Regions from separate parts of the Mus musculus genome. Here all the other regions are linked to region 3. The links are chromatin contacts, called in public HiCAR-type and promoter capture Hi-C maps. All regions are on one chromosome and are shown on one strand. The core of a region is the stretch at or near the end of the contact, and the rest is flanking DNA. Distances in the headings are between cores, read along the strand shown. Region 1 holds the start of Smtn (smoothelin). Region 2 holds the start of Ppia (peptidylprolyl isomerase A). Region 3 holds the start of Ap1b1 (adaptor protein complex AP-1, beta 1 subunit).

Evidence for each region. HiCAR-type assays count read pairs that join an accessible place to other places. Capture Hi-C pulls out chosen DNA fragments and counts their contacts.
Region 1: a HiCAR-type map of astrocytes shows a contact between it and region 3, with 9 times the contacts expected there. The contact joins the promoter of Smtn here to the promoter of Ap1b1 in region 3. A contact is called at or near these places in 1 of 39 promoter capture datasets (liver), 2 of 115 datasets of contacts at active chromatin or transcription factors (astrocytes and pancreatic cancer cells) and 1 of 9 other capture datasets (liver).
Region 2: a contact with region 3 is called in a promoter capture Hi-C map of adipose tissue, with 3 times the contacts expected there. The contact joins the promoter of Ppia here to the promoter of Ap1b1 in region 3. A contact is called at or near these places in 1 of 39 promoter capture datasets (pre-B cells), 1 of 115 datasets of contacts at active chromatin or transcription factors (large pre-B cells) and 1 of 9 other capture datasets (adipose tissue).

The regions. Positions count from the first base shown.
Region 1 is chr11:3,537,888-3,541,309 of GRCm38.p6, forward strand. It overlaps Smtn (smoothelin), which reads right to left and starts at 1,405. Exons shown (of 20, transcript NM_001284427.1): 1 at 1,225-1,405. Gm11946 (a long non-coding RNA gene) reads left to right here. Exons shown (of 6, transcript XR_001780145.2): 3 at 1-1,828; 4 at 2,553-2,754; 5 at 2,884-3,299.
Region 2 is chr11:6,414,214-6,417,339 of GRCm38.p6, forward strand. Ppia (peptidylprolyl isomerase A) reads left to right here and starts at 1,654. Exons shown (of 5, transcript NM_008907.2): 1 at 1,654-1,766. The coding sequence starts at 1,698.
Region 3 is chr11:4,984,995-4,988,316 of GRCm38.p6, forward strand. Ap1b1 (adaptor protein complex AP-1, beta 1 subunit) reads left to right here and starts at 1,830. Exons shown (of 21, transcript NM_007454.3): 1 at 1,830-2,057.

The sequences.
Region 1 (3,422 bases), core at 155-2,654, 1.4 Mb before region 3:
TCTGGCTGTGGGCTGAGCCCATATCCAATTCTTACTAAGACTGTCATTCCCACAGGTATGGGAGCTACCTGTGTCTGGCAGTTCTTGGAGCCAGCCTTCAGTTTTGACTCCTTTCCTCCCTGATGTCAGCAGACCTGACCTTGGGGAGCCAGGTGTCCCTCTCTCCCTGTCCATTCACACACTCAGAATTCACTCACAGTTCACTTTCCAACTGGAAGGGCCTTGGGAAGCTGACCCACCCAACCTCTGGACTTCAGGCAAACTGAGAGGATGGGAGATGGTCAAAGATTCATCACAGGGGGTCAGAAAAACTCAGACTCAAAGGGCAGAAAGAACCTAACACAAATCTTGGTGACTTCTGCCTTCTGAAGTCCCCTTCCAAGATGCTGCCCAAGACTCCAGGCTGTTTGTTTCTTGTTCAACCACTGACCGTCAAAATGGATTCCTAAATCTGGTGCCAGTCTCTAGCCCAAATCACTCCTTCCTGGAGTCCCCAGTGTCTCTGGAATTTGTGGTTCCATGGTCTAGCACACCTGGATGTTTTGCTAATGTGGTGACTGAAATGGCCTCTGGACCCCCCACCTCCATTGATTCATCCCGAAATCATCCACTCCCTCTCTACAACAGTCACTTGGTGTGAGTCACCCCATCCGGTGAATGGGTCTGGGGGAGTCCCAGTGCGCACTAGTTGGAGTTGGAAGGCACTGCTAGAGTCTTTACCTCCTAGTCTAGATACTCTGTCTGGGGTAACTACCCCTCCCCAGTGCCCAATCTTAAGTATTGTGGACATGCTATGCTTCTTCATGTTGGGTAAGGGTGTTGTTAGTTCCAAACCTAGGTGATACTCGGGACTGTCTGCTCAGAAATTCCTGCCACTGCTTGCCACCATTCTCATGGCTTCATGCTACAGAGTTTTCAGTCCTGGGGATTGTTAAGGCCCTGCGAGAGATGGGTCAGGATCTGGGAAAGATTCCTCGAGGTATCAGCTCCCTATAGATTAGTGTCTCTGGGGATCGAGAAGCCTCTTCCAAGTCCATAGAGTCTCTTCAAGACTCTTTCCCCAGGGTCTCAGAACTTCAACCATGTGTCTTTGGAGTTCTCGTGATTTGGCTAGGGTTCCCGGACCTGGGAGTTTCAGAATCCCTGTCCAGACATCCAGGTTTCACACCCCCTTCCCCGGACTCATCCGGACTCCTAGAGTAGACCCGAGATCCTCATACCCACCTCTCAGTCCGGCCCGCCGTTCCGGCGCAGTTTCGTGTTAGTTTGGTCGGGACCCGGTAGATGCAGTAGAGACCGGCAGACCGACGGGAGGAGCCGCAGCCCAGGAGCCCAGGCCGGTTCAGCAACGTACCCTGGACTCTGCTGCAGACGCCTGTCCCGCGGCGCCAGCCAGATGGCTGGCTCCGCCCTGCCAAGCTGTCCCAGCCAATTCTCTGTTGAGACACGCCCCTGCTCTGGTCCCATTGGGAAAATTCAATTTTTTAGGACCCGCCCCCAAAAGACTCCAGCCCCTCACTGTACAGGCATGTTGGGTATTGTAGTTTTGGGGACTGCTGTTGCGAGGTCCTAGACATCCTCGGGTGGGCTTCACCAGGATACAGGCTCTAAGCCAAAGTCCGGAATGTGCCACAAACCGGGCAAATAAGTATCTTGGGATCCTGTAAGCCCTGAGCGGTCCTGACAGCCCCTCCCTGCCCTCCTTTTTGTTCTTGAGACCACATCCTTTCTCCGGACTCCACCCACTAGGCGCCTTAGTACACAGACTGCCCAGTCAACTCAACGCTCAAAGGGCGCTTTCGGGACACCTGGTCTGTGCCACCTCAGGGTAAGGAGACTGGGTGACCAGCAGCATTTTGACAATTATTGAGTCGCCCAGGACATCTGAGATGGAGCAGGATCAATCATATCGTACCTTCCTTGCTCATATATGTAGCATGCTCTCCCAAATTCTTTAAAGTCTGCCTCTGAGACCCCCGAAGTTCTAAATAGGGAGTATGAACCTCGCAACTCAACAAATGGGGGAAACTGAAGATCCCAAGGAGACAATACAAAGAGTCAACCAGGAGACCCAAGAGCTCAGACCCTGGAGGGAAAGCTTCCCTGTCATCCTGGAGGCTGTGGAGCCGCCCTACTGGTCTTGCCTAAGAAAAAAGTAGGGTGGAGCCTGGGCAGATAAAGTCTGGAGTCCAGCTTGATAAATAAAAACTGTAAATCAAATAAAAACCATAAAAGCACCAACGTATTTCTTGTGTGTGTGTGTGTGTGTGTTGTGTGTTGTGTATCAGATTATAATATCCATAACAACTTAATGAGATTTGACTGTTCCCTTATACAGATGAGACAAAAGCCTATGGGTAATGGAGTCGAGGTTCATCCCACCTAGCAGGGATTCTAATCTCTGCTAACACTATAATGTGGAACTGAGGTAGGGCTGAGCTGGCTCCTGTAGTCTCTCAGAGAGCTCCAACTCAGATTTCTCCAAGACCAACCTTTACACACCCAAAGAGAGGACCTGTGTCCATTTAAAGTCTTTTTGTTTCCTCCCACAGCCCCAAGAGGTGGTCCTCTCACCTTATATATTGGAAAATAAGACCTAGAGAAGGAAGCCCCTTGCGGGGGAGGCAGAAGAAATGCGCCAAACCGACGAAGACGCCGGCTGTGGAGGTTTCCTAGTCTTCCCTACCTGAGTGGGAAGCCGATTGCTCCAGTGAACCGCCTGCTCGCGCTGGCTGAGATCAATGAATGGCCGAGGTGGGTGCCTGTTTCCGGGATTGTCTATTTAGCGCTGTGCGCCCTCACCCTACCGCTTGTCAGGCCCTGGCCCGTCTCCAGACTGACCTACCTTGCCTTTTTTTTTTTTTTTTTTTTCCTTCTTGCCAGGGATGGTGCCATGTAAAAAGGTATCTGGTAGTGGTGGTGATGGTGATCTAGGCATCAAAGGGCGACCCCGTGCAAGTGGTGAGAACTTTATAATGTAGGCAGGGAAGAGAAAACGTCCCGTGAATGTACAGCAGGCACTGAAAGTCAGATTGCCAAGATAACAACTGTGCAAGACAGTCGGATTCTACAAGAAGGAAGTTGAAACCCAAGGTGGTAATGGCACTATTATCGCAGAATTTTGCCTAGAACCAGAGCACCTTTCCTCCCCTTGTTATTTCTAAGATGGAAGAAATCCTGGAGGGCTCCTCGGAGGTGGATGCTAAACATCATTGAAGATGAGTACAAAGAAAGTCATCAGATGGAAAGACATTTTTCAGAAGAGTAAAATCTGAGAGGCTTGTGGGTAAGAAAAGGAGGTGAGCAGAATGTGGGTAGAATAAGAAACAGGGGTGGTATTATCTGGGAACAGCCAGATGAGAAGGATGAATGAATTTGGGAGGACCTGGGAGGCTTGAGTTTCTGTCTGCTCATCTGTAAAA
Region 2 (3,126 bases), core at 404-2,903, 1.4 Mb after region 3:
CGTATTCGAGTCATCTTGTCCCCTCTGAGGTCTCTCTGGTATTCATCTTGCTTTGAGGCAAGGTCTCTCTTGTGACTTCTGTCGGTCTCCTCTGATTCCCAACCTTTAGAGTGCTGGCATCACAGATGTGAGCCACTTCATCTGGCCTTTTCCCCAGTTCCTGGGCCCTGTATTGCAAGCACTTTTACCTGCTAAGCCATCTTGCTGGCTCAACGGAGGGACAGCAGAACATATCAGCAAATTATATGTCAGGTAAGAAATTAAACCCAGAATATGCAAAGAACTCCTAAAATGCAAACTATAACCAAAACAATCAGTTAGTTAAAAATAAAGGCAAGTGCTCTTAACCATGGGGCCTTCTCCCCATCCCTGTCTCTACCTTATCCACTATACTGACTCAGTCTTGCCTAGACTGTCTAACCAGTCAGTCTCCATTGCCTCCAGGCCTGGACTTACAGACTCCTCCCAATGGCCTGGCTTTTACATAGGTGCTGGGGATCCAAACGCAGGTAGGTCCTTGAGCTTGTCCTGCAAGCACTTAACAGTTTTGAGAAAAGCAGGTTTACATGATGCTATATGCACAAAGCACACTGGTACAGAATTTTCCAGTTTGGCAAATCAAAACTCTTTGTAGTTCAACCTAATGTGCTTTTGGTCTGATTCATCCAAATAAGGCATGGCCAGACCCACATTCCTGAGGTTCTGTGTCTAAAGGCCTTACAGCTCGGGAGCCAACTCCAGCAGACGCTATGGTGAAGGGTCTTCCACAGCACCGACTTTCCCATACTCAGGCTTTGTTTATGAGGCAGGGCCTCACACTTACAGCTCAGGCTGTATGGAACTCACTATCCTCCTGTCTCCATCTACCTAGAGGTGGGATTTACAGGCGTGTGAAGCCTTTGAGAGCACGCCTTAGGCCACATGAGGAAATGAGAAGACCTTGGGGTATTGGGGGTCGGGGAGAAAAAAATTACAGGTAGACTCTGACCAGGATCGTGTTTAAATAGCTTCCTCCTGGAGAAAACACAAGATATATTTGGAAAGTAGGACATTTAAAAAGTATTTCATAATCTTTAAAATGAGGGGGCTGCTTGTGCCCGTTCCCCAGAGTTTAAGAAAACGGAGGCGCTCACAGGGACCTATCAGGAAGCGGTTGCCATTGCACAATGACGGTGTGGGTCCTGGATCTAGGCCCAGGGATGCCTGCCTGTTCGAGTTTCCGCAGAGAGGGCAGCGCCTCAGGACCCCGCCCGACCTTGAAGGGCCGCTCGACCTTGAGGACCATGTTTGCCTCAGTTACTTGCTCTGTGCAATGGGAAGATACGCGGTACCACTGGGGAAGACCAGGGGCCCCGACGCGTTCCTAAGGACAGCCAGATTGCGTGGCCACCCTCCCTAACTGCCCTCGGACTCTTCCCCCACCGACCGCGCCGCAACCATCTAGTAGGAGCCCGCGGGCGGGAACCTGCCTCTGCGCGCTACAGCGCACGCGCGCCTCGCGCCCCGCCCCACCCGCGCCCGCGCCCGCCCATAGGCCTGTCGCGCCGTCACTCCGTTTGGAAAGCAGTTGTGATTGATCCAGGTCCGGGCGCGCGACTCGGTGGTGGGCGGGGCCCGAACCGGGTATAAAGGAAGCCGCGGCGAGGCTCGTGCCGCTTTGCAGACGCCACTGTCGCTTTTCGCCGCTTGCTGCAGCCATGGTCAACCCCACCGTGTTCTTCGACATCACGGCCGATGACGAGCCCTTGGGCCGCGTCTCCTTCGAGGTCGGGTGGGCAGTGGTGCTCCAGGGTGGGGTCCCGGGAGCTGTGGAGGGGGAGGCTCTCTCGGGCGCGGCCCGACCCTCCGGTGGAGCGAGCGCGGGTGGCGGCGCCATTTCCTGACGAGGGGCCATTTTGGGAGGCTGGCGAGGCGCGGGGAGGCTGGGCGGGCTGCGGACAAAGCCGGGCGGGGCGCGGCCGTTGGGGGAGGGGGCCGTCCCCGCCCGTCCCGGCCTCCCCGCAGGCGCACGTGGCTGCGTCCTGTGGGGCCCCGCGAGGCCGGGCGCACGTGCTCCGCGCCTCTCCCTTCTCCCAGCCGTTGGGCCCCGCCCTGCTCCGCTGCGGCGCTGCAGCCCCGCGGGCCTCTTCCCAGCCTGCTTTCCGGAGCCCCACAGCCTTTTACTCGGATCTGAGCAGGGACCCTGCCTAAGGTCTCAGGGGCGAAGGCTCGGAGAGCCCGGACGTGCTCGTTAGCCCGGTTAAACCTAGTGGTTTCCTAAACCTAGTGGTTCCTACGAAGAATATAAAATAATCGTTTTATAGCAGACTTGAGTGTGAATTGAACCTTTGGCCATTTGGTCCGAAGTAGCCACATTTGGTTAGGGAGGCTCAAAATACCCCTCCGCGTCCCCCACCCCCGAGCGGAAACGAGAAAGGCTTGGCTTTTGCTGGTGCCCAAGGACCGCCTCCTGTCGCAGTGATGGCGCAGCGGGGGAGGCGCTCTGAACCCCTCCCTATTACCCTCAGTGAGACAGGCATGTTATGACTGGCCACGCTGCAGTTTGCATTGACCAAAGTGGATTGCCAGTAGTTACCTACTTAATTAGTTCTGGAGGTTAAGTGGCTGCTTAAAGATCAGTTAGTAATTAGAGTACCCTAAACAATTGGCGTTTTTCTTTTACAAAATTAAATATTCAGCCGGGCGTGGTGGCGCACGCCTTTAATCCCAGCACCCGGGAGGCAGAGGCAGGCGGATTTCTGAGTTCGAGGCCACGCTGGTCTACAGTGTGAGTTCCAGGACAGCCAGGGCTATACAGAGAAACCCTGTCTCGAAAAAAACAAAAAACCCCAAAATTAAATATTATTGTTAGCCTCAGTACTAGCCCTTAGGCCATAGTGGAATATGTTACTTAGTGTCTGTACTGTTAAACTCCAGAAGCTATCATTGGTGAGTTTTTAACTCAAAAGCTAGATCTCCCGATTGCCCGCCTGCCACAGTGCTGGGTACACATAGTAGGTAGGCACATAAAAAGAGCACTAGGTTCTAATTAGCCCTCACCCAGCATGTATCTAGTCAAGAGCTGATAATTGACAAGGACTCTTGTGGAAACTTGGCCTAAGCTTAGCCTGGGTAGGATAGTATCAG
Region 3 (3,322 bases), core at 580-3,079:
CTGTAATCTCATACAAATCCTGTTTTTAAAACCAAGACACTTTATCAAAAATATTTTACCAATGACAATTTCCGGGTGTTACTATTATCCTGTGTCACCATTGAGGGAAGCGGGGTGAAGGGTAAATGGTATTCTTTTTGTTGTTGTTTTGTTTGTCTTTGAGACATTGAGACAAGGTTTCACTGTTGTAACTTTGGGAATTTTCTATGCAGACCAGGATGGCTTTGAGCACACAGAAATCTACTTGACTCTGCTTCCCAAGTACTGGAATTACTGGCATGCACCACCAAGCCTAACCTTTGCCCTGGATGTCCTGAAATTCTGTCTGTAAACCAGGCTGGTCTCAAACTTTGGAATCCATCTGGGATTAAAGGTGTATGCCATCACTACTTGGCAAGATTTATTTATTTTATTTTATGTTCATATGTGCATGTACCTGTGCTTGCATGGTCAGAAGAGGGTTTTAGATCCTCTTGGACTATAGTCACAGATGCCATGAGCTGCCATGTGGGTGCTGTGAGCTGCCATGTGGGTTCTGGGAATGAACCCCTGTTATCTGGAAGAGCAGCCAGTGTTTTTAACTGCTGAACCATCTCTTCACCCCAGCATCTGGAATTCTATTTTGTCTATTTTATCAATTTGCCATAACTATTTTATCAATTTGTCATAATTATATTATGACAAAACTTTAAAGAATGTAAAAACAGCTGGGTGTGGTTGTGCACACCTTTAAACCCAACACTGTGAGACAGAGGCAGGCAGACTTCTGCTTGGTTTTTCAGTTTCCAGGTCAGCCAAGGTGACAGCGATTCAGTTGTTAGAGTGCTTGCATAGGATGTAAAAGCTCTGAGTTAGATCCCAGCACTACATAGACCAGGCATGATAGTACATCACTGTGAGCTCAACAATGGGGCTGGCTTGGGTTACACAGCAAGAGCTTGTCTCAAATCAATAACACACAAATAATAAAATAAAAAGGCAGACATATTACATCTAGGAGGATAACCAAGTGTTAAAAAACGATTTTCTCAGGAGCCTACGTGTTTTGGTTTTGCCTTTTTTCCTTACTAATATATTTCTTTTTTTTTTAAAAAGAATTATTTATTTTGTGTGTATGAGTACAACACTGTCGCTGTCTTCAGACACACTAGAAGAAGGCATGGGATCCCATTACAGATGGTTGTAAGCCACAGTGTGGTTGCTGGGAACTGAACTCAGGTCCTCTGGAAGACCAGCCAGTGTTCTTAATCACTGAGCCATCTCTCCAGCCCCCACTAATATATTTCTTTTTTTCTGCAATGCAGATATTATTGGTTTAATAAAAATGCTAGAATAGAAGTTTTATAATGTTTTAAAGGGGATGAACACAAGTTATCTATTAGAAAGAGAAAATTAATAGGACCAAAGTCAGGAATGAAATGGCTGTATCAGTTGAGGTCTCACTGTGAAGTATCCCTTGGATAAGAAGTCTTGGACGTAGCTTATGTTTTCCTTTTAGAACAATGAATTTTCCAAGGGCAGCAGAAAAAGTCTCGTTTTAGCCTAGCAGACAGGCGCAGTCCAGCAGCTGATCAGATTTGTAGCTCCGACTTTCCCTTTTCCTAAGACAACGTTGGCCTCAGTCTTCCCATCTGTAACTCAGAAAGAGATGAACTTTAAAGTCTTCCAAGACCCTTTCGATTCCATGGTGTTTGAGAGGGAGCCTGGCCAGGGATTCTGAGCAAGGGTATCCCAGCCTGAACTTAGCCGCTTGGCCCGCCCAGGCCCTCAATTCTCATAAAAGCCGGCTCTGCTAAGGCCCCGCCCTTCCCACACAGGCCCCGCCCAACAGGTCCCCAGCCCCTCCCGCCAGGTTGCACCCTCGACCCCGCCCCCGGGGTGTGCGTCCACCGGAAGTTCCGCGCACGGGCCTCTTACTTCCGCTCGGCAGGTGACAGCCGTGGAGCTTGGAGCCGCCGGCTGCTGCGACGCACCGGAGGAGAGGGAGGCGGAGGCTGCGGACATTTTGCTGCTGAAGCGAGCCGAGCCGCGGCACCCGGAGCCGTTTGGATTTGTGGGTGAGGAAAAAGGCAGCCCGGCGAGATAGGAAAACAAACAAACCCGAAGGGGTCCGAGGAGTGGGGGGGGTCTGCGAGGTCAGAGGTCACGGAGAGGACGCTGCGCTGGAGGGTTGCGAGCCGCGAGAGGGCGAAGGTGAAAGGCCTGCGTGCTCATTCATTCCCGACGGCTTGGCGGCCCGGCGTCAAGCCGTCCGTCATTTCAGGTCCGCAGTCCGGTTCGGAGAGACTCCTGCACTTAGGCCTCCCCTGCGCCCTGCTTGTCCCTTCCCACTCCTCGGCCAACCTCAGGCCTCCTCGTTCAGGGCCTTATCTCTTAGCCGCCGCCCCCCCAAAACGGGGCAAACATCTAGAAATGGCCTTCTGCCACCCGCCCCTCGTCCTTTGGATCCTCAGGGACACGTTGACAGAATGGGAGCACTTGTCTTAGTTCTAACACCACAAGAATGTCTTGTCACTGGTTCTCCAGCCCTTCCTGACTTCGAACCTCTGTGCTAAGCACTTTGTGTACTGAGCTCACAGCTGCCTCTGTAAGGTAGCTACTGTTGCTTTCCCCCTCTCACTCGCGAGGACACCGAGGCACGGGAGGTTAAATGACACACGGAAGGTCATTCGAGTAGTAGAGGCAAAATCAGGCTTCCTATGTAGGTCTCCAGAGACCTTCAAAGCTCGGGGAGAAAGGCACCTGGAGCTGGCTTGGGGTCTAGAAGTGACTTGATATATTGTCGCCAATATATTGTGTGAGTTGGTGTCAGGATGCAGCCTTCTCACCTGTCGTCTGATCCGATGTTTAGGAGGAGCTGTTGATACACTTTCAACTTAGGAGGCTGTTCGGCCAGGTTGTTTTTGTCAGTGTTTTGGCTCTCAGGTCTTCCTGCCTATTGGGCTATTCTTGGAATTGATATCCAGACAACCCCTTCATCCCGTTTGCACTTTATTCGTTTTGCAGTAAAGAGGGGAACAACGGGGCCCCTTGGGGGATCTTTTGGTCCTAGGTTCTAGGGGAACAGGCCCACAGGATGGCCTTTGGCCTGTCATGGTGCCTGGGATGACTGGTCTGCGTGGGAGATGGGAAGGCGACTTGGTACCTGGGGTGTGAGCCTCTTTTCCTTTAGAGACATTTTGTTGCTCCTTCCTTATACCTTAGTTTCCCTGACAGCAACACAAGAGAGACTTACTATCTTCCTACTTCCTCTTGAGTGCAAGGAACTGAAATGAGCCTGTGAAAGTTTCCTTGCTCTTTTGGAAAAAAGTAGTAAGTAAAA